Linked DNA regions of Macaca mulatta: region 2 is linked to region 1. Evidence: chromatin contacts called from public Hi-C data. All regions are on one chromosome and are shown on one strand. Each heading gives the region's core, a stretch centred on a gene start, on an enhancer-like site or on the middle of the called end of the contact. The rest is flanking DNA. Distances are from core to core; before and after follow the strand shown. Region 1 holds the start of TIAL1 (TIA1 cytotoxic granule associated RNA binding protein like 1). Region 2 holds the start of MCMBP (minichromosome maintenance complex binding protein).

Region 1 (7,008 bases), core at 2,489-4,988:
GCATAATACCCCAAAATAAATGTCAAATGAGAATGAAGAACATCAGAAAACAGACCTTTAAAGCAACTATATGACAAATAGAAATTTAGGCTCAACATCAAAGCAATTCTATGCCACTTTAAATACCATCAAATAAATTAGTAATACTGTAGGTAATGAATATTTAAAGACCTACCTAGGCTCTAAACACCATATTGTTTTCTGAAGATAGAACCATATGTCTTAGCTTGTGTGTGTCTGCAGGAAAAAAACCTCACTAGTAACACACAGGCATCTTAAGGAAACAATTTAAGATAAGCTTTGTTAAGAACACATTCTTTTAAAACATACTGGCCACTTGAAAAACCTAATCCATAGCTCACAATGTAAAATATAAGATCTCCATAAACAAAATAAAACCCTACTAGATATCAACGTCTAAAATCATGTTCAAAGTTTTCATCATGTTACTTATATCTAATAGAACCCTTTGAGAATATGTAAAATGTACTCTTGGAAAAACTACTATGCATTATTTGTATTAAACTCTAATAAAAATCCCAATTGTGAAACATTTGTTTTTATCTCAAGACTTTACATTTGAAAGTTTTAAAAAATATATAAAAGTCAACAGACTGCACCACGTGTGACAGTAATGTCTGCCTACAATCTTAGTTCAACCAGGACTTTTAAAAAAGAACTTAATACTAATTTAATGAAAGAAGTACAATCATTGTAGAAACACTGAGTACCTCTTATGTTCCAGGCAGTGAACTAAGTGCTGCAGGGATAAGACCTAGGAAGATGTAGTAGTCCTTCTCTTAAAAAAAAAAAAAAAAAAAAAAAGAAAGAAAAAGAAAAAGTCCCCATGGGAAAGGGTGGGAGAAAGAAAAAGGAAGACAGAATAGTAAACACGTACTGACATACAAAACAACAGAGCTTAAGATGTCTATTTATTCATATGAACACATGTCACAGTTTTAGAGAACTGTAAACATAGACAACTTAACTGTTTCAAAGAAAGAACAAGAGATTAGAGAAGGTAGAGGAAGGAAATAAGTGACAAAGAAGTTAGCTTATTAGTCTCAAGGAGAAACTCTGATAGGGATGAAGACAAGGTAGATGCAAAAATAAATAAAAGACATCAAAAAAGCACATTCTTGAGCACTACAAAACCAGACATTCCTCTTGGTAAGGAACAGACAGATACAGTAAATGAGACCCCTACCATGAGTATTTATCAATCATTCAGTGTGTGATGATGACACTTCAGATTTTTAGATACGATGTAACTTTTATCTTTGTTAAATACATGTTAGCTAGTCTTTAAGTCTAGCTTTCCCAGATGCTTATATCAAAGTACACATTGTAACTCAACACCAAGTCTTGGCTTCAACAGATGTTGAAGGACAAATTTCTTTCTTTCTTTTTTTTTTTTTTTAATTGTTTAGACAGAGTCTCGCTCTGTCGCCAGTCTGGAGTGCAGTGGTGCAATCTTGGCTCACTGCAACCTCCACCTCCTGGGTTCAAGCGATTCTCCTGCCTCAGCCTCCTGAGTAGCAGAGACTATAGGCGCGCACCACCACGCCCAGCTAATTTTTGTATTTTTAGTAGAGACGTAGTTTCACCATGTTGGCCAGGATAGTCTCGATCTCTTGACCTCGTGATCTGCCCGCCTCGGCCTCCCAAAGTGCTGGGATTACAGGTGTGAGCCACCGCGCCTGGCCTGAAGGACAAATTTTAAGTGTGTCCCAATTCTTTCTTCTAGGGAGAGAAGGCAGAAATGGAAGACAACACAAAACACAAAGACGTTCTACTAAACAAGCATTTCATTGAAGCATTTGATGTGCTTCAGTAGGCCTCAGATTCTCAAAACGGGATGGATTCTTTAGTGAGACGTTAGAGAACACATTTATTCCTGTACAAGGCCACACACAAAAAAATCTCTATCAATATTGAACATCTGTCTTCTTTAAGGAGCATCCTTTCTTTGGTAGGAGTGAAGAGATGTGAAGCTAGTCAAACTTCTCGAGTGCCCATCCACCTTATCTATTCCCCAAAAAGTAATTTCCCCATCAGACAGCAGAGCCAAGTGGACTATGATCCTATCAATACCAGGAGAGGCAAGAGAAACAAAGCAGCGATCTGACTCCTTGGTACTCAAGGTAGGAGTGCTGAACCTGGAGAGGCCGGGAAATTAGGATGCCCAACTTAAACATTTAATTAAAAACTATTCAGACTTTAAAAACAAAAAAAAAAAAGATGCAGAAGGAGTGCCACACTACTCAGAAAGGAATGCAAATGCTGAGTCATCACTCTTCATTGGGAAAGGCAGGAAACCAGAATTAAGTGGTTGTAAGATAGAATTCATTCATTAGATTGGGCTTCAGGTAAAAAGCAACAGCAAGAGAGGAGAAAAAGCGTTCAGAAGACACACATCAAATAGCGGATGAAGACATAATTTTAGCCAACTCTGAAGGTTTCGACGCACAAACAGATTAGGAAGAGGCAACACCTAGAGAGCAAAAGGAGTTTAACAACTGGTTGTCAGTTTAGCGTAGGGAGCGCTCAAAGTAAACTTCTTTATCCAAGAAGGGAAAGATGCTCGGGCAGCAAAAGGTATCCCTTATGCACTTCAAAAGTAGCGGGCGCTAGGCGGGTGTTTCTGACAGCGTGGGCGGGGGCACGTGGGGCATAAAGAGAGAAGGGGCTTGAGTGGTAAAAGAGTATCCTGCTTCCTCCGAGAGCTTAGCTGGGGAGAAGAGCCGGGAGCGACTAGAGCTGAGGACGTGTAAGGGGTGAGTACTAATTTCTCGGGGCCCGCAGGGCCCACCCCCAATCCCACCCCCGCCAGGCCCTTTCCCCGTGGGCACCGGCAGCTCCAGGCCCAGCCCAGGGTGCCCAACGCGCAGGGGGTGCAGGAGTTCTCCTGGGCCTGACAGCCTCAGCCGTGCAGAAACCCGGCCTAGGGAGGGCATGCAAAGAAGGGCGCCAGAGAAAAAGGTCGAGACAAGCCCCAGACCCCAGGAAGTGACTGTGTTTGGGGGAAGGGAGGATTTCCTTCCCAAGGAAAAGGGGACAGATGAGGAATGCACTTCGCGTCCACGCCGCCCTGGTCAGGGAGCCGCCTAGAGTCCCGGCTTCGACCCAGTCTCTCCTGCTCCCTCCCTTAGCGTCCCGCGGTGCCCGGGCCTCTTGGCGCCTGGCACCCCTCGTCTCGGGTACTCACAGAGTCCGGGGCTGCCCGTCGTCTTCCATCATGGTGGGTGCGACGGAGCGATCCCGGGACAAGGGGGAGGGCAGGGCTGGGGAGGGGAGGGGGTGGGGAAGAAGGGGAGGGGGGCTCTGGGCACCGGCTGGGGACAGAGGAAAAGGTACCGAACCCTGCTCTTGGGCTCTCTCCCCCCAGCCCGCTCCGGACACTGCGCTCCAACCAGGAGGAGCAGGAGGAGGAGGAGGATGAACAAAATGGCCGCCGCCACCAGCCAGGCAGGAAACAGGGCAGAGCGCAGGCGCGACCCGCCAGGTCACTGCTCAGGCCAGCCGCGACAGCCGGCAAGGGGGACGACCGAGGGGAGAGAAAAAAGGGCCGCCGAGGAAACTCTGGGACCCGCTCACGACGGATCACGTCGTCGCTGTGGACCTCTGGCCGGCCGAAGCCCAGCCAGCTCCAGGAGAGATCGGGCAAAAAGAGAAACGCCGTGAAGCCGAAGTCTCTGGGAATTGTGGTCCTGGAAATGAGAAAGGGAAGCACTTCTGCATAGGACTTCTGGAACCTGTAGTCCAGAGGAACCGCCGGCGACCGCCCGCGCTGGGACACGAAGAGGAGACTTCTGGGTAGTGTAGTCATACGTGAGGACGTGCGACGACCAGGAAGTCGGAGGGCTGGGAGGTGAAGGGAAGAATAAAAGCGACATTGAAAGGCGGGGAGACCAAGTGGGAAAAAGCGCTGTCTGGGAAGCGAACTACAAGTCCCAGAGTGCCTCGCGCCGGGGGCTGTCCTCGGACTGCTCCAGGCATTGTAAGGCTCTTCTGTTGGCCCAGTCTGAGCTGCTGCTCCGCCTTCGTCCAGCCCGAGAGCGGTTTCTTCAACTGCGGCTCAGGGAGCGCTCTGCCTCCGCGTGGAGTCCGAGCCAGCAGGCCCGTCCGGCCCCCCTGTGTTCATCAGAACGGCTGACCCGCGTTAGTCAACCGCCGCTTCGCGCGACAGTCAGGAGAGAGGCTGGGCTGGCGGGGACCCGGAGGGGCTGGGGTGTTTGGGGGACGCGTTTTCCCCACACATAGGTATTTCTAGCCTATTTGTTAAATACAAGCAGGTGGCCTGCTTGCAAATTGCTTTACAAGTTTCAGAAGCTTCCCTATCCAGTATCTCATCGGATAATGGGGTAAGAAGAGCAGTCCTCTATTATAATGACTTGCCCAACTCCCCCCGTATTCTTGGAGTTGAAAAAAAAAAATCCTTGGGCAGAGACGTGCACAGACATCAGTCATGTGGGCTAGGAACGCAGTTTTGGATGAAGATGAGGGAAACCATGTTCACACTAGCTCTGCAGCCCTGTAGAATTTGTCTTCTCACCCCCCACAGCAGTTCCTGCTGTGCTTTTTCCTCCTCTAAGTACCTTCAGGAGAAAGTACTTGGTCTTGTAGCTTAGTGAAGAGTGGCGATGAAGAAAGATCTTTCAGTCCATTGCCAGAACTTAACTGTCCCGGTTAGTAATAGCTTAAGAGTTGCTTCTGCCAACATGTGCTAAGTGCATGTCGACCTCTGCAAGTGGCGGTGCCTGTGCGTGCCACTGTGTCCTAATCTTGAAAGCCGAATCAACCATGCAGCAAGCCCTTATGTTGTCAATTTTCAGGGGAGGAAATTTCAACCTGAAAGACTTCATAGAGACACGGCAAAGGAGTTGAGCCGCATGAGAGTCCACGGGAACAATAAAAGGGCTCAGATGCCAGGACCCATGGCTAAAATGTATAGGTTGGGGTTGGGGGTTGTGGGGAGGGAACTCAAGCTAGAGGGGACCTTGTAGAACTGTGTTGTCAAGAATCTGTTTCATGCTGAGGAATTTGAGCTTTCTCTTCCAGGCAGTGAGGAGCCACTCAAAGGTTTTGTCTTTTTTTTAATTGGACCTAGGTGTAGAACTGTATTTAATTATAATCCAATTCATTAACCCATGCCTGGCCCACTGTCATAGTTTCCTGTTGATGCTGTAACAAATTACTGCAAATTTAGATACTTAAAACAACATGAATTTATTATCTTACAATTCTGGAAGTCAGAAGTCCAAAATCAGTTACACTGGACTAAAATCAAGGTGTTGGCAGGTCTGGTTCCTTGCCTTTTCCAGCTTCCAAAGGCTGCCTGCTTTCCTCGGCTCTTGGCCCCATCCTCCATCTTCAAGGAAAGAAGCATAGTATCTTCTCTCCTCTCTGTTTCTGTGCTTACATCGTCTGTCTTGACTGTGATTCTCCTGCCACCCCTTTTCATTTACAAGAACCTTCTGTGATTACTTTGGGCCAAGGTGATCTCATCTCAAGGTTCTTAATCACATCTGCAAAGTCTCTTTTAGCGTAACATTCCCAAATTCTGGGAATTAGGACATAGAAATCTTTGGTGGACAATTATTCAGTTTACCTCACTCACCTTTATTAATTTAGTTTAATTATAGCCACAAACCCACCACACTCAAAAGTTATAATGACACGAGTTTATATCTGTATCTATGCTATGCCTCCTACACACACTAACACACACCCCTGCCTTCGCTTGGGGTAACCATCTTTCTGAATCCTGTCTTTACTATTTCTTGGTTTCCTTCTACAAGGTTTTATTCCACATGTATATAGTCCTAAAAATCATATGTATATACATGTATATTTGAGTTGTTTTTTAACTTAATAAAAAGAATATGCCCACTACACACTAGAATGGTTAAAATGGGCATGTTTACTGGTAGTGAAATTGTTATGGTTAAAATCCAAAGCACTAACACCACCAAGTGCTGATGAGTATGTAAAGCAACAGGAACTGTCATTCTTTGTGGGTAGGACTGCAAAATGTTATAGCCCCTTTGGAGGACAGTTTGTCAGTTCCTTACAAAACTAAACATAATACCTAGGTACTTACCCAAATGAGCTGAAAACAACCTGTCCACAAATGTTTACAGCAGCTTTGTTTGTAATCATCCCAAATTGAAAACAACTAAAATGTCCTTGATATAAGTGAATGGATAAACTGTCCTACAAGGTGGTACATCCATGCAATGAAATATTGTTTAATGATTTTTTTAAAAAGAGCTATTGATATGGTTTGGCTCTGTATCCACACCCGATCTCATCTTGAATTGTTCTCTCATAATTACCGCATGCTGTGGGAGGGACCTGGGGGGGGAGATAATTTGAATCATGGGGGCAGTCCCCCCATACTGTTCATGTGGTAATGAATAAGTCTCACTGGATCTGATAGTTTTACCAGGGGTTTCCGCTTTTGCATCTTCCTCATTTTCTCTTGCTGCTGCCATGATTCTGAGGCTTTCCCAGCCATGTGGAGCTCTAAGTGCGATTAAACCTCTTTTTCTTCCCAGTCTGGCATATGTATTTATCAGCACTGTGAAAACAGACTAATACAGCTATCAAGCTACACAAAGACATGGAGGAATGTTAAATGTATATCGCAAGAGAAGCCCGTTGGAAAAGGCTGTATACTCTACGACTGTAACTATATATGACACTCTGGAAAAGGCAAAACTCAGTGGTTGCCAGGGGATCCGGGAAGGAGAGGGATGATTAGGTGAAGCACAGGGCATTTTTACTGGTAGTGAAATTATTCACTATGGGACTCTTAACAGTGGATACATGACCTTATTCATTTGTCAAAACCCATAGAACTGTGCCACATAAAGTGAGTCCTAATGTAAACTATGGACTTCAGTTAATCATAATGTATCAATAGTGGTTCCTCAGTTGTACATTTGTTGGAATTGATGAACCAATATTGATACATTATGATTAACTGAAGTCTATGTATCAATT
Region 2 (7,008 bases), core at 2,702-5,201, 280 kb after region 1:
TGTCACCCAGGCTGGAGTGCAGTGGCCAGATCTCAGCTCACTGCAAGCTCTGCCTCCCCTGGTTCACGCCATTCTCCTGCCTCAGCCTCCCAAGTAGCTGGGACTACAGGCGCCTGCCACCTCGCCCGGCTAGTTTTTTTTGTATTTTTTAGTAGAGACGGGGTTTCACCGGGTTAGCCAGGATGGTCTTGATCTCCTGACCTCGTGATCCGCCCGTCTCGGCCTCCCAAAGTGCTGGGATTACAGGCTTGGGCCACCGCGCCCGGCCTATAATGGCCTTAATTATGACAGTAGCATTGGAGATGAGGGTCTGGGCCGGGCACGGTGGCTCACGCCTGTAATCCCAGCACTTTGGGAGGCTGAGGTGGGCGGATCACTAGGTCAGGAGTTCAAGAACAGCCTGGTCAACATGGTGTAACCATCTTTACTAAAAATACAAAAATTAGCTGGGCATGGGGGCATGCACCTGCAATCCCAGCTACTCGGGAGGCTGAAGCAGGAGAATCGCTTGAACCCAGGAGGCAAAGGCTGCAGTGAGCCAAGATTGTAACACTGCACCCTAGCCTGGGCGACAGAGCGAGACTCAGTCTCAAAGAAAAAAAAAAAAAAAAAAAAGAAAATTAGCTGGGCACGGTGGCAGGCGCTTGTAATCCCAGCTCCTCCGGAGGCTGAGGCAGAATTGCTTGAACCTGGGAGGCGGAGGTTGCAGTGAGCCGAGATCACACTGTTGCACTCCAGCCTAGATGACAAGAACGAAACTCCATCACACACACACACACACACACACACACACCCACCCACCCACCCACCCACCCACCCCTAGGATAAGACACAGTGACCAAATTCAGATCCTGAAAGAGAGTGATTAGCTGGTTATCCAAAATAACTAGCATCACGTGCTAAAAAGTGGTGTACTCTGGATGAGCACCGTACATAGAACTTCCTGATGTTAGGAATTTCTAGATCTGTGCTAATACAATACTCCCTATCCACATGTAGCTAATGAGCACTTAAAATGAGGTAACACCCAGGAGCTGAATTTTTAATTTTGTGTAATTATTAATTAATTTACGTTTAAACAGCCACACATGGCTACTGCCCTGGACAGTACACTCTAGATTACTGTGACATCTAACTTAAAACATATGACAGGGTTAGTAAGTTTATACAACACTATATGGCAAGGACAATAAGAAAGGGAAAAACTCAGGCTGCCGGGCACAGCGGCTCACGCCTGTAACCCTAGCACTTTGAGAAGTGCAGGCGGATCACGAGGTCAAGAGATCGAGACCATCCTGGCCAACATTGTGAAACCCTGTCTCTACTAAAAATACAAAAATGAGCCGGGCGTGGTGGCGCGTGCCTGTAGTCCCAGCTACTCGGGAGGCTGAGGCAGGAGAAACGCTTGAACCCGGGAGGTGGAGGGTGCAGTGAGCCGAGATCATGCTACTGCACTCCAGCCTGGGAAACAGTGCGAGACTGTCTCAAAAAAAAAGAAAAAAAAAAAAGAAAAAGAAATGCATATTTCAAAATAAAACACACAACCAAACTTAACTTTTCAGTTTAAAAAAACTGTCTAAATATATGCAGAGAATATAAACTACACAACCACGAACCAGTGGTTATCTTGAAGATGAAGGATCTTTAAAGATCTTTCCTTTTCTGCTATATGTTACTGAACTGTTTTTTTTCTTTTTGTACAATACATATGCATTACCTATTTGGGTGGAAAACAATTTCCTATCAAACCAAAAAGTGCCTGTACATTATCACACAAACATACTTGTAATGCTGTTATGGTAAAGATATGCAATATAATCACAGTGATAGCTTCTACAAACACATGATTTTTCTGTAAGACACAACATACATGGGAACAAGACATTCTGGGGAGAAGCATATCAACAAACTTCAAGTTCCCACAACAATCCATAGAATTTATAAAATACTCTAAAGCTATTATTTTATATCTAAGTTATATCCTTCCTGTACTATGATGAGATGTGTCCCTTAGGATCATACACTTAGGAGACAAAACTTGACACAAATACATTCAAATCTCTATCAAATATGAAATCATCTCATTTATCCAGCAAAATCAGAGTATAGGGTATTTCTCATAAACAAACTTTCTAATATTAGTAACTGAAATTTAACCCTTTAAGCACCGAACCTTTTTACTTCGGAAGGATTTTTCCTAAAAAGTATCTATGCATCTGCACCCTCTTAAACCAATGCTACAATTGAATCTTCACTTGACATCTTGGGGCCATTATGTTGAGCATCGATTATCAGTTCCAGGATTATTATGAAGATAAATTACTAGGATTTAGTGGAGAAATACATGCCCCTTCCTCAAAGCACCCTTGACTGCTATATAGTGAATTCGCCTTTTTTTGTTTGTTTTTTGAAGTATGAAGGTAGTTTTAAATTTCTTCATCAGGCTGTCAGTGTTCACTGGCTAAGTCCGGACGTCTATCCAGGCTTTCTTCTAACGTAATGCCTTTAATTTCAGCCTAGGAAGCCAGATAACTAAACTAATTAAAATTATAGGTAAATTAATAAGGACTTCCTGAGCACAAGAGGCCCTCCTATAAGAAATACCATACAGGCCGGGCGCGGTGGCTCAAGCCTGTAATCCCAGCACTTTGGGAGGCCGAGACGGGCGGATCACGAGGTCAGGAGATCGAGACCATCCTGGCTGACACGGTGAAACCCCGTCTCTACTAAAAAATACAAAAAAAACTTAGCCGGGCGCGGTGGCGGGCGCCTGTAGTCCCAGCTACTCGGGAGGCTGAGGCAGGAGAATGGCGGGAACCCGGGAGGCGGAGCTTGCAGTGAACTGAGATCCGGCCACTGCACTCCAGCCTGGGCGACATAGCGAGACTCTGTCTCAAAAAAAAAAAAAAAAAAAAAAAAAAAGAAATACCATACATTGTTTGCCGTCGGTTTTGGCTGCTGAGGATGATTTAGCTTCCTATTGCCTTTTCTCCCTAGTACCCCAAGATGTTTTTTCAATAAGCTAAGGCCGCTCTACAACTCTAAGTTAACTCCAGACAAGTCAGGTGTTGCCATCTACAGTGATTTCTAGTTGGGTCTGACTCCACCACTCATTACGTGCAAAAAGACACTGGGGAATGGAACGGTTGTCAAAATGCCCAGTTACCGATAACAAATATAAATTTTTCTTTGTATACTCTTCGCAGTAAAGTAGCAACAGCAATCGCAACCAAAATTTATTAAGCTCGCCCGCAGCGTTCTCAGCCCCACGTACAAACTCAAGTAGCTCAGTATTTCTTGCTGGCTCTGGCACAGGAGCAGATCCAGACTAGATGGATTCTAAAGTCATCCCAACAGGAAAATTAAGCTATGAACATTAAATCTTATCTCTGAGAGAGAATGAGGGTAACATAGGAGTTAGAACCAACTTCTGTGCAAGTGAGCACTCCCCGACGCACCGGAAGTTTTGAAATATCCTGCGGGCTTCCCACAGGCAAAGTGGTTTCCCTCCCCGCGGCTCTGCGGGCCCTCCCCAGGGTTCGAGGACCTCCCCGAGTTTGTTGCGCCCGGGGCCCTGACCCTGCCACAGGCTGGGAGCGAGACCGTCAATCACAGCCCGCGCCCCACGACTTCACCTTGGCGGCTCGCGAGCTGCGACTCGGGCAGGTGGGAGGTACCTGCGGCCCGACTCCTACCCCTACCTGCTGCGACCGGGGAAGAGGCTGTCCCAGCTGAGGCCGGTGCAGGCCCCAGGGCGCCGTCTCGGGCCGCGCGAACCCTCGAGGCGGTACCGCGTGGGGGCCGCGCGGCGGGGCCCGGCCCCGGGTCTCGGCAAACTCGGCTGCCCGCCCGGCCCGCCCCCCGGCGCCGCCACTCACCAAAGAAGCCCTGCACGATTCCCAGCGGGTGGCTGAGCCAATCCTCCCCACACGGCATCTCGCCAGGGGCCGGGGCCGGGGCCGGGGCCGGCGTGGACCGGGCGGAGGCGATCCGCGGGCAGAGCGCGGCCGGGCGGCCGGCGCCCAGCTCCTCTTCGGCGGCTCGGCCGCTCCTCGCTCGCGCCCTCCCACGCAGAGCGAGCGGCGGGGCGCGGGCCTCCCGCGCCTCAGGGAGCGGTGGCTGCGGTGGGGCCGCCGAGGAGCTGCTGGCGACGGGCAGGCGGGCGCGTACGGGCCCCTAGCCTTCACTTCGCACAATGGCGGGAAACAGCCGCCGCCGACCGCGCTGCCTGCGACCTGGGTGGAGCTCGCGCGGGGAGGGGCGGCGGGAGCGCGCGGCGCGGCGCGGCTCTGCGGGGCGAGGAGGAGGGGCGGGCCGGGGCGGCGGCGGCGGCGCCGCCATCTTGGAGACGGGCAAAAGGAAGGGCACGCAGCGCCGCTGGAGGCTGCGCAGCGCGGGCCCGGCGTTGTGTTCCAAGGGCGGCGCGTTGTCGTTTGTCCCCATGTGCCGGCGTGTAGCGGGAGCTCCCATAGTGGGCTTGTAAGAGCGCAAAGCGAGTCTTTGCACAACCGCTGAAAAGCATAAGCTCAGAGACCTCAGAGTCATCTCTGGGCAAAATTAGTGGGCGAAATCGCCTTGGAAATCCGCCCGCCTACTCTTTGTGCTTTTTTCTTTTTTTGCTGATGGCAGCTCTTTTATCTGGGCCCCCCGCCCGAAACCCTGAGTGGTGACTTTCCCTCAGCTGCACAAGGTCTCCCTGAGGAAGGTGCACATTTAGAGAAGGGGAACCTCAGGGGACCCCGCGCTCCCTCTGCAGTCGCCTCAGACCCTGTGGCTCAGGGACGGTTCCTTACCGAGGGGAGGGAGCTCTAAACGCGCCGGGCCCGGCCTGCGCCTTGGCTGCGAGCACCGGGTCGGCCTCTGTCTGGAAGCTGGCAGCCGCCGTCAGGGAGCGGGGCGAGGCGCCTGCACCGCGCGCCGCCGGGATACCCTGGAGAAGGAAGCTACGAAGACCGACTATAGCAGCTTTTTGGGAAAATACCCAAGTTCAAGAGTGAAACTGTGGGAGTCTCTCTGAACCTCTTCTAGTTCAGGAGGCTGTCCGATTAAAAAAAAGAAACTGTGTTTCCCCTGGACCTGGAATGTACCTGAGAAAACCCCAGGCCCATCAGATATATCTACTCAATGAAAAAAGAGCATGGTAACGGGAGGGGAATGACCTGAATGCAATCTACAATTGAGGAGCTGAAGGAAAGGAACGGAACCCGCGTCTCAAGTCCTCCTTGAGAAATCCTTCTACCTTTCTAGGTTCTCCGCTGGAGCCCTTATCACAAAGCACGGATTGGCAAGAGAAAAATTTAGTAACATGTACATCTTATATGGGCAAAACTCAAGGAAGAGTAACTGGAAGAGGTGGCTTAGAATGGGGGATTACGTAGCATTTACAATGAAGAACAACAACTTTGTGGAGAAATGACGAAAGCAGTTTGAGGTGTCCAAAAGCAGCAGAGTGGGAAGGTAGAAATATGAGAAACTAATGATAGTTACAGGTAGTGAGTGAAGTGTGTTACATAGGTTCTTCTAGTGCCATCTCTGGCTGATAAGGGTCTAAAGTTGTCTCTGGTGATTAACTTTTGTCCCTGGTAGAGATGAGGTGGGACACTTTTGAAAATGTCCTGCTTTTAGGCACTAGTGGAAGGGTAGGGAGCTTGTTTTGTACAGATACTCCTCTGCTTATTCTCCTTATGATGGAGTTACATCCCAATAAACCCATTGTAAATTGAAAATGTCATTAGTTGAGGCCCAGCGCGGTGGCTCACGCCTGTAATCCCAACAGTTTGGGAGGCCAAGGCGGGCAGATCACGAGGCCAAGAAATGGAGACCATCCTGGCCAACATGGTGAAACCCCATCCCTACTAAAAATACAAAAATTAGCTGGGCGTGGTGGCACGCGCCTGTGGTCCCAGCCACTCTGGAGGCTGAGGCAGGAGAACCACTTCAACCCAGGAGGCGGAGGTTGCAGTGAGCCGAGATCACGCCACTACACTCCGGCCTGGCGACAGAGCGAGAATGCGTCTCAAAAGAAAAAAAAAAAAAGAAAAAAAGAAAAAAGAAAATATTATTAGTTGAAAATGTGTTTAATACACGGAACCTATCAAACATCAGTAGGCTACTGCAAACATGCTCAGAATATTTACATTAGCCTACAGTTGGGCAAAAGCATCTAACACGAAGCCCGTTTTATAATAAAATGTTGTATATCTCATGCAATTTATTGAATACTGTACTGAAAGTTAAAAACAGAATGGCTGTATGGATAATTGAAGTATGGTTTCTACTGAATGCATGTTGTTTTCACACCATCATAAAGTCAAAAAATCTTGTCAAACCATCGTTGGGGACTGTCTGGATCTGCTTTTCAATTACCAAGATAATACTACTATAATTAAATTAATAATATTAAAATAATCCTTATGCCAAAGTGGCACATTTTGGAGTGACATTCTGGTTGACTTCAGGGCAAAAAACGAGTAGTTTGTATTTCTTAGTGTAAGGTAATTAATTGACACACTAAATTGTACATCTGCTTCTTGTGAGTTTGGGTAAGTCGAGAAAACTTGAGTTTCAAATCCAGGACATTACCACCATTCCATTCATTCATTTAGGGGACAGGGTTGCCAAGACCCTGGCATCAAATGGGGAAATCCCATATTTTTGCTTCATGGCCAGTAACAGGCAAATTAAATATATGCTATGGAAATGTCTGCTCTTAAATCATTGTAAATTCAAATTTACTTTATCTAAATTGCAGTTTGATACCAACTCAGCAGTGGCTAGTATAAGGGAGGAAAAATATCTTTTCCATCTGCCCTTCTAGATTCTATGGTGGACCCCTGTAAAAAAAAAAGATAGATTAGCAAGAGAAAAATACGCACTTCATTTCATGTACGTTTTACAAGAAATGGGAGCCTTCATAAGGAAATTAAGATCCAAAGAAGCAGTTAAAACCAAGTGTTTTTATGCTAGGTTTGATGAAGAGAGTCATGGAAGAATGTGAGCGAAGTCCAG

What was found. A called contact is a pair of places that touch in the nucleus more often than the background predicts.
Region 2: a Hi-C map of cortical neurons shows a contact between it and region 1, with 3 times the contacts expected there. The contact joins the promoter of MCMBP here to the promoter of TIAL1 in region 1.

Annotation. Positions count from the first base shown.
Region 1 is chr9:131,688,185-131,695,192 of T2T-MMU8v2.0, forward strand. It overlaps TIAL1 (TIA1 cytotoxic granule associated RNA binding protein like 1), which reads right to left and starts at 3,739. Exons shown (of 13, transcript XM_028826918.2): 1 at 3,209-3,739; 2 at 176-237.
Region 2 is chr9:131,971,383-131,978,390 of T2T-MMU8v2.0, forward strand. It overlaps MCMBP (minichromosome maintenance complex binding protein), which reads right to left and starts at 3,952. Exons shown (of 16, transcript NM_001257663.1): 1 at 3,879-3,952. The coding sequence starts at 3,936.